Linked DNA regions of Mus musculus: regions 2, 3 and 4 are each linked to region 1. The links are chromatin contacts, called in public Hi-C and promoter capture Hi-C maps. All regions are on one chromosome and are shown on one strand. Each heading gives the region's core, a stretch centred on a gene start, on an enhancer-like site or on the middle of the called end of the contact. The rest is flanking DNA. Distances are from core to core; before and after follow the strand shown. Region 1 holds the start of Usp2 (ubiquitin specific peptidase 2). Region 2 holds the start of Cep164 (centrosomal protein 164). Region 3 holds the start of Scn4b (sodium channel, type IV, beta). Region 4 holds the start of A830035O19Rik (RIKEN cDNA A830035O19 gene).

What was found. Promoter capture Hi-C pulls out the DNA fragments that hold promoters and counts their contacts. Hi-C and Micro-C count contacts between places; a contact is called where the count stands out from the background.
Region 2: a contact with region 1 is called in a promoter capture Hi-C map of pre-B cells, with 5 times the contacts expected there. The contact joins the promoter of Cep164 here to the promoter of Usp2 in region 1. A contact is called at or near these places in 1 of 39 promoter capture datasets (pre-B cells) and 1 of 484 Hi-C or Micro-C datasets (B cells).
Region 3: a promoter capture Hi-C map of pre-B cells shows a contact between it and region 1, with 2.7 times the contacts expected there. The contact joins the promoter of Scn4b here to the promoter of Usp2 in region 1.
Region 4: a Hi-C map of B cells shows a contact between it and region 1, with 6 read pairs. The contact joins the promoter of A830035O19Rik here to the promoter of Usp2 in region 1. A contact is called at or near these places in 1 of 39 promoter capture datasets (pre-B cells), 1 of 484 Hi-C or Micro-C datasets (B cells) and 1 of 115 datasets of contacts at active chromatin or transcription factors (double positive thymocytes).

What each region holds. Positions count from the first base shown.
Region 1 is chr9:44,065,681-44,068,380 of GRCm38.p6, forward strand. It overlaps Usp2 (ubiquitin specific peptidase 2), which reads left to right and starts at 1,341. Exons shown (of 13, transcript NM_198092.2): 1 at 1,341-1,540. Gm39325 (a long non-coding RNA gene) reads right to left here. Exons shown (of 3, transcript XR_870690.2): 3 at 645-1,551.
Region 2 is chr9:45,827,340-45,830,039 of GRCm38.p6, forward strand. It overlaps Cep164 (centrosomal protein 164), which reads right to left and starts at 1,324. Exons shown (of 30, transcript NM_001081373.3): 1 at 1,163-1,324.
Region 3 is chr9:45,136,970-45,139,898 of GRCm38.p6, forward strand. It overlaps Scn4b (sodium channel, type IV, beta), which reads left to right and starts at 1,655. Exons shown (of 5, transcript NM_001013390.3): 1 at 1,655-2,133. The coding sequence starts at 2,073.
Region 4 is chr9:45,952,708-45,955,407 of GRCm38.p6, forward strand. A830035O19Rik (RIKEN cDNA A830035O19 gene) reads left to right here and starts at 1,279. Exons shown (of 1, transcript NR_152206.1): 1 at 1,279-2,700. It overlaps Sidt2 (SID1 transmembrane family, member 2), which reads right to left and starts at 2,542. Exons shown (of 26, transcript NM_172257.4): 1 at 2,017-2,542; 2 at 418-539; 3 at 42-206. The coding sequence starts at 2,199.

The DNA of each region.
Region 1 (2,700 bases), core at 91-2,590:
CCTGGACTATGGAGTGAGTTCCAGGACTACATAGAAAAACCTTGCCTTGAGGAAAAAAAAAAAAAAAGAGGGGCTAAAGAGATGGATGGCTCAATGGTTAAGAGCACTGACTGCTCTCCCAGAAGACCTGGGTTCAATTCCCAGCAACCGCATGGCAGCTCACAACTGTCTGTAACTCCAATGTCTGATACCTTCACACAGACATACACACAGGCCAAACACTAATGCACATAAAATAAAAATAAATTATTTTTTAAAAAAGAATAACTCTGATTTTTCTTAGGGGGTGTTATCTAATTTAACAATAAATAACTCTTAGAAGTCAAGTTTGCAGGCTGGATAGATGGCTCAGCAGTTAAGAGCACTGTCAGCTCTTCCTAAAGGACCAGGGTTCAATTCCCAAAATCTAAATGGCAGCTTACAACTGTCTGTAACTCCACCTCCAGGGGATCAATCATACATGCAAGCAAAGCACCATTGCACACAATAACTAATTGATTAAAAATAAAGTCATTTGCTTAAAATTAAAATACAAGTTGCATCTTTTTTTCTTATTCTAAACCTGATAGCTTAGATGAAATGCTATCCTTTCTTGGGCTAAGTCCTCCCAGTAGTCACCTAAGCGAACTGCATTAGTAGACATGTACAAGACACTTGACATTTATTTACCACTTGAACATGGTCTCCCTAGGCTTCAGCTACATTGTGCAATAGATGACTATAGTGGTTCTTTTACAGGACCATTAAAAAGATTAAATGAGAAAGCTAATATATGCAAAGTACTTATCACCATGTCTAGTAATGTACTTAATAAGTAGCCCATAGAATGCGTCACTTGAATAGTCATGTACGTTGATAGTGTGTTGAATGGACATAATCTTTTTTTACCTGATTGATTGACCTATGGGGCTCTATAAATATTGCTATGAGATATACATGGTTGTTTAAATAAATGCATTTTTAAATATAAATAAATAAAATAAAAAAGTAGGCAGAAAAAGAGTCTATGGAATAGAACATTCCCAGCCCGGTAGGAAAGCCTTCTCTAAGATCTGAAAGCTGGAATGTTGCCTTTTCCCGTGAAGTGACCCTCTGTCTCAGTCTTCCCAGCGCCAGGACCTATCAGATTCCAGTCCACTTCTTTCCTTGCGCCACCGGCTCCAAACAGGCGTGCTTTTTCTCCACGTGGTTCTCTGTATATACCCGGTTACCTGGGAGATGCGCGCCGGGCGGGGCTCTACTGACGCAACAATAGGAACAAGCCAATAGCCATGACGTATATCAGTGACGCAAACGCGGGGTGTGGTTTGGCCGGCCCGGGCGCAATGAGGCTGCTGCCCGCTGGGTGGCGCCGATTTCCCGGGGAGGTCCTTTCTGGGCCCCCGGCGGAGGTGGGGGAGAGGCGGGCAGGCACCGAGCGAGGCCAGGGAGCCCTCTGCGTCAGCCACTGCTCGCTGCGCCGCGCCAGTACCAGCCAGGACTCATCCGCAGCTCCATGCTTGTGCCCGGTTCGACTCGTCCATCCTCCGAGAAGAGGCAGGTACGTGCCACCTGTCGCAGGTCGGGGAAGGAAAAAGCCAGGGTCAGTACCAGCTTTGAGACTCGGAAAGTAGGGTGTCAAAGGCAGCCTGGGCAGTCTGGACGTGAGAAATGTAGGGCGAGGGCCAGATGTGTGGAGGGGGAGACTCCAGCTGTGGGTGCCAGTGTATGAGAGGGGCTGCCAGCTGCCAGCTCGGGGTGCCAGGAAGAGCCATCTGTGTGCTGATCAATGTGTTCTGAGGAAACACTGTAACCGCGGGTACAGGTCTCCCCGCCCTGTGTGTTGTGTAGCCCGAGAATGACCCCTGGACCCTGACACCCCCCTCTCCCCACGTGTGTGTGCAGCTAACAACCTCCCTGTTGTTAAACATCCCGGGGCTATCTCTTGGTCAGTTTTCCAAAGCGGGGGAAGGGGCTTAGGGGAAGCTAGCAGTTAAGCGGAAGGGAAAAATTTTCCACCAATCCCAAATCAGAAAGAGGCAACTTTGAAATTCTCACCAATCCCAAAGCAAAAGCAGCCATGCAATGTTCTCTGACATGCAACTTGCCTAGGGGAGTCCTGGTCAACCGTTTCTAGCTCTCCAGAGAAAAGAGAACTCCTAGCTCTTAACCCCAGAGCTTTTGAGAATGAAGTTGAGTTGAAGATTCTAGTAGGGGTTGCTTATCTCCCCCAAACACGGGCATATAAGCTTGCACACACACACACACACACACACACACACACACACACACACACACATCAAACCACAAAACAAGAGGCATGGAGAACTGATGGATGGCCTGGGGTGGGGGATGTCCCCTACTCTTTGATGCTGTAGGCGCATGCCGCTCTGGAATGAGGATTGGAATGAGGGCGTCCTCCAAAGTGCATCACCAGGACCCAGTCTGAGTCAGTACCTTGTGCTGAGACAGGGTGGAGGCACCAGCCCTCGGGCCTTCCAGTCTCCAGGGAGAGCCATCAAGAAGCAGAAGATTCCTCTTGGGAGCAGACAGGTGCACCGAGGCCAGAACGATGGTCCTCTCATGACCCTGTCCAGCCTGCCTTTGACACCCTGGAACCCTGAGCCCTCCAACAGGTAGACTGGAACTGCTCCTCTGGAGCCAAACATTCCCTGGCAGCCCAAGGAAGCCACACTTGATTTTTTTTTTTTTTTTCTGAGC
Region 2 (2,700 bases), core at 74-2,573, 1.8 Mb after region 1:
GATGGGGTAAGGATTAATTATAACAACAAAAACTTGGACTAACCACACACTTCCCGGAACACTTGTATGCGGCAGAACTGTACCAAGGGCTTTATTCGCCACCATCCCACCCCAGCCTCTCAGCTAGAGGTTTACTATCCCCACTTATCAAATACAGAGACTGCTTGAATGAAGGACAAGGAGCAGCGAGTCCGGGCTTGCGAGGGCTTTAGCTGTATACAGGACTTCATAAGGGGCTGCCATGGGAATTTCATAAAGAAAGTTGGAGGTGGTGAGAGTTACCGTTCGGAAAGGTGACTGACAGCTGCACAAGAACCAATCAAAAAGGGGACAAAATCAGAGGCAGTTATTCTGAAAGCGCAGCCAAGAAATTATGAACCAAGCCAGTGGCTACCTGAATGAAAAGCGGCTAATCCTGAGGGCAGGAGAATAGCAGGGTCTCGCAGCTAGGTGAAGGAAGAGAAGAGAGAAAGCAGAGAGGATTTCAGCCAGTCCACTGTGATTTTAGGCCAAGAAGCCGACTGCCAAGAAATCTGAAGCATGCCAGATGACTACTGCAGACAGCGGAATGAATTCTCAGCGTAGAGTGGGCTAAGTGACTGAGGAAGTTCTCCATTGAGACAAGAAACATGGGAGACATTGATAGAAGGTCCGGGGGGGGGGGCGGCGGGGGGGGGGTGCGGGTTGGAGATGATCCGCAAGCACATCTAAGCTCGAGTAAGGTATCTGGCTAGGCAGCAAGTACTTCCCAGAGCAACCGGTAACTGGAGGCTCTAGTCGCAATCCAGAGATGGAGTGCAGAGAAAAGCATGCAGGGGCCTGCAGAGGGCTGAGCTGGCAGACGCGCGAGGGCGAGTCACCGAGGCCAAGAAGAGGGCAGCGGTTCCGGGCGTAGATTCCTGAATCAGTGCAAAGAAAACCCCAAACCTCCTCTCTTGCCCAGCTGGCCGAAAGATGCCATGCGCTTGGCTGAACTTGGGATAGCCCAGGAATGGGCTGGGCAATGGCGGTAGGGTGTAGATTCAGGAGAGGCTAGAAAGCCAGGCCCCGCACGCCGGAGGGCTCTTCTCTCCCAGCTTAGTTCCCGCGCAGCAACACCTCACAACGCTTCAGCTCCCTGCAAACTCCTGCCACGCCACCAAGCCTGGCTCCGAGATCTCACCTGTCCCCGATCCGGGGTTTCCGGGAGGATGGCTCTGCGCCTCCTCCCCAGCACCACCCCGGCCCCCCACCTTCCAGGGACGCCGGGGTGTCCGGCTCCCCGCTTCCAGGGACGCCGGGGTGTTGCCCTGCAGCGACCAGCAACCACTTCCGGAAAGGCACTGGCCTAGCAACTGAGAGGCCCGCCTCTACCAAGAGCCAATAGGTCGCTGACTGAGAGCGTTGGCATTGGATTGGTTGAAGTTCCCCCACGAGGCTTTGCCCGTTGCATCCTGAAAGTTGTAGTTCAAAATAGTGAATAAGCACAATCCCACTCCCACCACAAAGAGGTTAAAAGAGAGACCTGAAGGTAGATAAGAGAATTTCTCCCGCGGACGAAAGGAAGCATTCATAATATTAATAATAATCTACTATTACTATTAATTAAGCAAAATTAACAATCATTTATAGACCATCATTTTGTAAAGGTCGAGTAAAATCACGCGAACAACAGTGATTATCAGTGGTCAACCTATTGATTGGGCCCTTAATAAAAGAACTATGAAGGGGTTGGAGAGATGACTCGGTTGTCAAGAGAGCTGCCTACTAACTTTTTCCTTTTAATGTATTATACGTGGACCGGGATCTGATAACACAAGCCCTTAATGCCACCACTTGGGGCACAAAGCAGACAGATCTCTGTGCGTTTGAGACTAGCCTGGTCTATATAGTGAGTTTCAAGCCAGCTGGGACTACACAGTGAGACCCTGTCTCAAAAAAAATTTTAAGTGTGTGGATGTTTTGTCTACATTATACCTGATAGTCATGGAGGCCAGAAGAGGGCACTGCATCCCCTGAAACTGGAGTTGTAAGCAGTTGTGCGCCACCTTGTGGGTGCTAGAAACCAAACCTAGGTCGTCTGCAAGAACAACAGTGCTCTCAACGGCTGAACCATCATCTCTCCCACTCTACTATTGTAAATTTAAAACCGAGTCCTGCGCCGCTAGAGTCTAAGCCGACAAGGAGAAATTGCGAGTGTTGTTACTAGGGATCTCAAACCAGACATCAGGATGTGTTTCTCATGTTTAACGTCAAATCTTTCTGCAATTCCTTTATTCTCACCACAGATGGGGAAAAAAATCACTGCTCCTCATTATCATCACAATCTTTAAAAGTGTCCCCAAGGGGCCACTGGACCAGACATAGAAGAGATGCCATATCATGACTATATCAGACATAACTAAACACTGCCCATAGCTTCCTATACACAAGACTTGCCATCTGAGGCTGTAGAACCAGCTCAGCAGCTGCCAACACCTGCTGCTCTGCGGGAGGACCAGAGTCTGATTCCCAGCAAGCACGAGGCAGCTCACAACCAGCAGAAACTCTAGTTCCAGAGGATCCAACACCTCTTCTGGCTTCTACCCACACCAGGCAAACACATGTGAACACAGACATGTGGTACACAGACATACCTGCAGGCAAAACACTGGAACACATAAAAGAATAAAATATTTTTTGAAAAAAGCAGCTAGATAGTGGTGACTGAACCACACTGAA
Region 3 (2,929 bases), core at 405-2,904, 1.1 Mb after region 1:
AAAAATAACACAGGCAGCCTGGATGCCTGGCCTTGCTTGCACAGTGGCAGGCCCTCCCAAAGGTCAAAACCTCTCCTGGACGTAGCTTCCCCTCTGGGGCCCCAGGCTTCTTTGAACTCAGATGTGTTGTGTGTTCAGCCTGTGTGCCCAGGGCTCTGCCAAGCGTGCTAACACGTCTTTATCTCTCTGAGTCTTTACATCCAGTTCTATTTCTAATGTTGGAAAGGCCTGGTGCAAGATACAGGTGCAAAAAGGCACACAAGTCTCAATGTAGGTAATAAATCAGGATAGAGGCGTGGTGGAGAACACCTTTCATCCCAGCACTCAGGAAGGGGAAGAAGAGGCAGGGCGATCTCTGAGTTCCAGGACAGTTTGGCCTACAGGGCTACACAGAGAACTCCTGTCTCAAAACCACCACCACTACAGCAATGACAGCAGGAACAGCAACTCAGGATCATTAAGTAAAGTTTATCTCCCATCCTCGGCCTCTGACTGCTTTTCCATGGTGGCCTAGAAGATGGGATTTCTTTTCAGACTCTTCCCCAGTCATCTTGCTTTTGTGACTGGTCCTGCAGCGACTGGGGTTCCACTCAGGAACCACCCACCTGCTTATCAAACTTATCCAAGAGGAGTCCAACTCAGCAACCCCTAGGGGAAACACTAGATTCTTGGATCCCCAGAACCCTTTAGAACTCAGAGGAGGTGTGTTCCCTGGACTCATGGGCTAGCATGAGGTCCCCTAAAACTAGGAGCCCAGGGCTGCCCTCCCTGTTGCCTAGCATTGAGGATGATGCTATTTTGCATCAGGAGGTAAATATCATGGGGTCACCATCCAGCAGACAGCAGAATTCTCCAGAAAAGTTGTGTGCTTTGTTCAGAGTTCTCCAGCAGCAAACACAGGGCATCAGAGCTGTTCAACTACCATGACAACCAACGAAGCAAAAGAAAACAAGGTTCTCCCCGCAGACAGTTAACATTCTGTATACAACCTCAATGGTCTCTTATGGCGCTGAAGCCTTTCAGGAACTCCGGGTTGGAAGATGGGTGGAGGGTGTGGCGAGGTGGAGGGTGTATTTCCAAGGTTTAACTGGTCTCCGGACAGTGAGGAGGATTTGTCCTGGAGGGTAGCTTGAGTAGTTGACTAGAGGTCTTGAGGGGGGACCTTCTTGGTGTTTACGGTTGCCTCCCCACCCCCGCCTCCCCGCGCTGGGGGCAAAGCACGCTGTCTCCAAGTGACTGCCTGCCAACCCTCTAAGAAGCAAAGAGTCTGTGCAGAAATGGGTTGGTGGGCGGCGTGCAGGAGACTTTGCAGGGGAAACTAGGTTTGCCACAGCCTAAAAGCCATCCGCAGAGCGAATGAGCGGCGCGGCTGGAGGCGACGCGTGTTGGTTCAGGGCTGTACCGGTCGTCCGCAGCGGGCAAGCCGGCACACGCCCACCGGCTGCGGCAGCGCCCGCTGCGGATGTCCTCCCGGCGGTCCCCGGAGAGGCAGCCGCTGCCCTTACTCGTGTTCTCTGAGCGGAACAAAAACAGCCTTCCAACAAACCTAAAAGCTCCACCTCTACTCCCCCGTGAACTCTTCTCCTAATTGGCAGCTCGGCGCTTGGGATGATGCGGGCGTCTGCGGGCTGGCCCTGCAGTGCCAAGCCGCAGCATTCCCGTCCCGCTGGAGAGGAAGAGGGCTGCCCAGGCTGGACCCTACGGCCGTGATACACGGCGCAACGGGCACTGTGCGAAACCGACGGGGACGCCGCCCCTCCTGCGGCTGGAGCGCTTCCAGAGCAGAGGCGCATCGCAGTGCCGCTCGCCCCGGCGTCCTCCCTTCAGCTCCGGCTCCTCCTCCCCCTTCCAGCCCCGGCTCCTGCAGCCGGCTCCAAGAGGCGGCGGGCGCGCCTCCCCCTCCTTGGTCTCCCCCTCGTCTCGCTCTCTCGCGGCTAACTTTCCGGAGCCCCGACCCGCGGCTCGGAGCTCCCCTGGCAGCTGCGGGGCCCACAGACGACCTCGGGTGGAGAGCCCGGCTGTCCCCACTATTCCATCCCAAGCCCCCGGAGCGCTCCAGAGAGAACAGGACCATGTCCCGGGCTGGGAACCGAGGCAATACTCAGGCGAGATGGCTGGGCACTGGGCTTTTGGGTAAGATAGCCCCAGCTTTGTCATTTCTCTCTCTCGCCTCTTTCTTAACCCCACCCCATCCTGAAGGAGGTGAAGAGAAGTGCCTTAGACAAGGTGGCACCAAATGATTGGGATGCCGGTCTTCCTCCGGACCCTTAGCTTTAAGACTATGTTCCCTGGGAACCTTGTGCATTTTCCCCAACCCCTGCCACCCGGGCAGTGAGTTTCTTGCTTTCTTTGATGCCTTTTGGAGCTAGGTGTTGGAGCTGCAGCAGGGAAATCCTCCTGAGACCGGAGTTAAGGCATGCTGGTGGGGTGGGGGCTGGGGTGTCTACTGCCTTGAGTGTGGGGGCTCCAGGGAGTTTGCAGGTGTAGCGGTGTCTGCCGCTCTTGCCTAGTACTATTGACTTGCTTGCTTCCCTGGCAGCAGGAAATGCTCCAATGGGGGACGAGGGTCTCCCTCCCGACTCTTCGCCAGGTTCTCCCCACTTCTTCCTTTCTGGTGTCCATTGCCACTCTTTCAAATGCTGGAAGGACTTAGAAGAACCCAGAGGACCACTCAAAGGCCACCTTTTCAGAAGGTCCTTGTCCCTCTTCCTTTAAAGGGTTTCTTTGGGGAAAGACCTGTTTGGCTTGCTACTGGCTTTTCATTTTGGGGAAGGCTGGGAAGAGAGAGGAGTCAGGCCCAGAGGACACAGAGGGTATAGACTCTTATGGCTATCTATTAATATTCACATGATGGTTTTGAGTGTCAAACTCCAAGAGATTAAGCAATGGTATTTATTAGTCCAGACCAGAATCTAATCTTCTACACAGC
Region 4 (2,700 bases), core at 29-2,528, 1.9 Mb after region 1:
AGGCAGAGGCTGTGAGGTCCCCTCTCTCTTACCCTCAATACCTGAGCACAAAATTGTCCACACGGTTGACTCGGAGCTGGTAAGTGGTATTGACGGGTGACAGGGTAGACACGTCCACATAGAAAAACTGGATCTCAGACTCATTCTTGGTGGGGGGCTGACACAGAGTTCGTTCCACTTTTTGGTAGAGGTACTTCCGCTGATATCTATGGTCCAAGACAGAGAAGAGTGTGACTAGTCCCAGCCAGCCTGAGTTCTTCCTATCAGGTCCCCATATTTCCCATTCCCTGGGCTGACAAAGTTACCCTCCTGCCACTGGGCTCAGGGAGAAGGGAGAAAAACAAAAAGGTTCCCCGGGTGAGGGTCCCTGAAAACCTGGCAAGGATGCCCCTCCCTACATCCCCAGGTCTTACTCACAGTCCTCGAAGGATTAGGGGCACCTGGAAGGACACAACAGCCTCCTTCTGGCGGACCACAAACAGCAAAGGCGCCCCTTTCTGCTTGTTCAGGACATTCACAGACACTCGCACACCCTCGGTCTGCAGAGAAGGAGGCATCCTCTTTCAAACTCAGCTCTCTGTTCCTCAGACACATGACTCTACAGACTGCAGGCTGAGCTCTGCCCTGTGCCGTCCATCCTGGCCAGCCAGGACACTGTCTGTGCTTCTCCTTGTGAGGGAACAGGCCAAGTTTCTAGAAATGACTGACACTGTCCGGTCCGAGGCTTGAAGAAGCTCGCTCTTGGAAGAACGGGTATACAGAGCAGCAGAACCCAGGCAACAGCAGGGATATGCAGCGGAGACCTTAGAAGGTTCCAGGATAGCCCACATGCACACACATGTTATAGACACGTGTCTACACACGTCCCTGTGCACACACTGTCACGGGAGATCAAGACGTGCCCTCAAGCCCTCAATCTTCTTCCTCATGAACTAGGAAAGCAGCAAGAAGCTCCGGTTCCACTGCTACTCTGGAGGCCAGAGCCCTGCAGGGAGGGGTGTAGGGAACTGTGTCGAAATACAAGTTGTCTCTCTAGTTCTGACCATGGGCCAAGCTCTGAAGTGACTTTCCATCTGAACCTTGATTCACCCTCTCTAAGAAAATAAAGAAATAACCCACCCTCTCTGCTGCGGACAAAGCTACACAGGACAGTGGGCGTTTAAAAGTGAAGAAATCACAACTGCAGACAACTAGTTACTAGGTTGCTGAAACCAAATCTAGGGGTAACGTTTCCCTGAGGGGTAGGTGCCACTTCCGGGATGATCCTGGAAATGGTACTCAAAAGGGGAGATCAGACTTCAAGGAAATGGATCCTGATGGTTGATCATGGCCTGCCAGAAACCAAACTCCTCTCCCTCCCAAAGAAAGCCTCAGGTGCCTCCTCCTCAACTCCAGTGCTTCCGAGTCAATCCAGATCGGGCCTTGGAGAATGAGCAAGAGAGCTAGGCAGGCCACACAGCCAGGCAGCAAGAATCTCCCAGGCTGTGCTCTGCCTGGGCCCAGCTCTGCCAGCCTTCTTTCTACTTTCACTACTGGGAAGAAATGAGTAAGAAGTCGGAGATAGTTCTGTCTTAGAAACAAACTCCCTTTTCTCTTGCCACTCAGCCTTCGAGGGCCTTATCTTGTCACCTTCAACTTACAAGGCCAGCTGGCTTTCTGAGGCAAGGAGGTCTGTCTCCTTCACCTCCCTGTGACCGAGCTCTTTCAATTCTAAGTTGGCCCCATCTGGAGTTGTCTGAGCCACGCAAGGCTGGGAGCCTGTTTTCCCCTCACCCCGACCTCACAGACTGAGAGCTAGATTGAGAGCCAGGTCACAGAGCAGACCAGACCGGTCCTGATCACAGCTGGTGGCAGGGAACTTCCCAAGCTGCCCCGCTGGAGCTGCCCGGGAATGCTGGTGGAAACCAGGTCTTGGCAGGGGGAGGGCGGCTCAAAGGCTGGCGGAGAGGAAAGGGGCAGCATCAAGTCCAGGCCGGGCGCCCACCCGCTCGGCCGCCCGTGGAGTCCCGCGCTCACCCGGTTGCGGGTCACGGTGTGGTTGAAGGTGTAGATGTTGACCAGCTCGCTGTTGACGTCGTCCGCGTAGGTGCGCTCAAACTCCGCGTCTTTCTGCGAGACGTTCTTGGGCCCCAGGGCCCCCAGGTGGCTCTCGACGGAGGCCACCAAGAGCACGCACAAGGGCAGACGCCAGGCGATCATGGCCCGGGACGGCGGGGATTGGCGACGGGACGGCGACCGGGCGCGTTGCGGCTGCCGCAGCAGCTTCCAGCATCTCACCGGGACCAGAACTTTAACCCCGGCCTCAGATAGGACGCGTCCCCTCCCTGGAGCCGCTCCTGGGCCTCGCGCGGATCCCGGCTCGCGAGGGCGGCACCGCGACCCGCTACCCCAGCCCGGCCCAGCCCGGCCCAGCCCGGCTGGAGACCCGGCGTCCGCTCGCGCCCGGAGAGCCGAGGCGGCGGTGGCCCTGGCCCGAAGGCTTCCCGGACGCGGGCCCTTTAAGGGCGGCGGACGCGGCGCAGAACTCGGAGCTACCAGGAGCTGCGCCGCGGTAAACAGCGGGCTGTGCCCGCCCGCTTACGTCATGGGAAACCGACGCGGATTTAAAGGGCCAGGCTGCCTCTACTTCCCACGCAGCCGTCGCCGCCTCCTTCCTTCGCTGTCCTGTGAGCGTCTGGAGTTGGGTTTTTCACGAAGGAT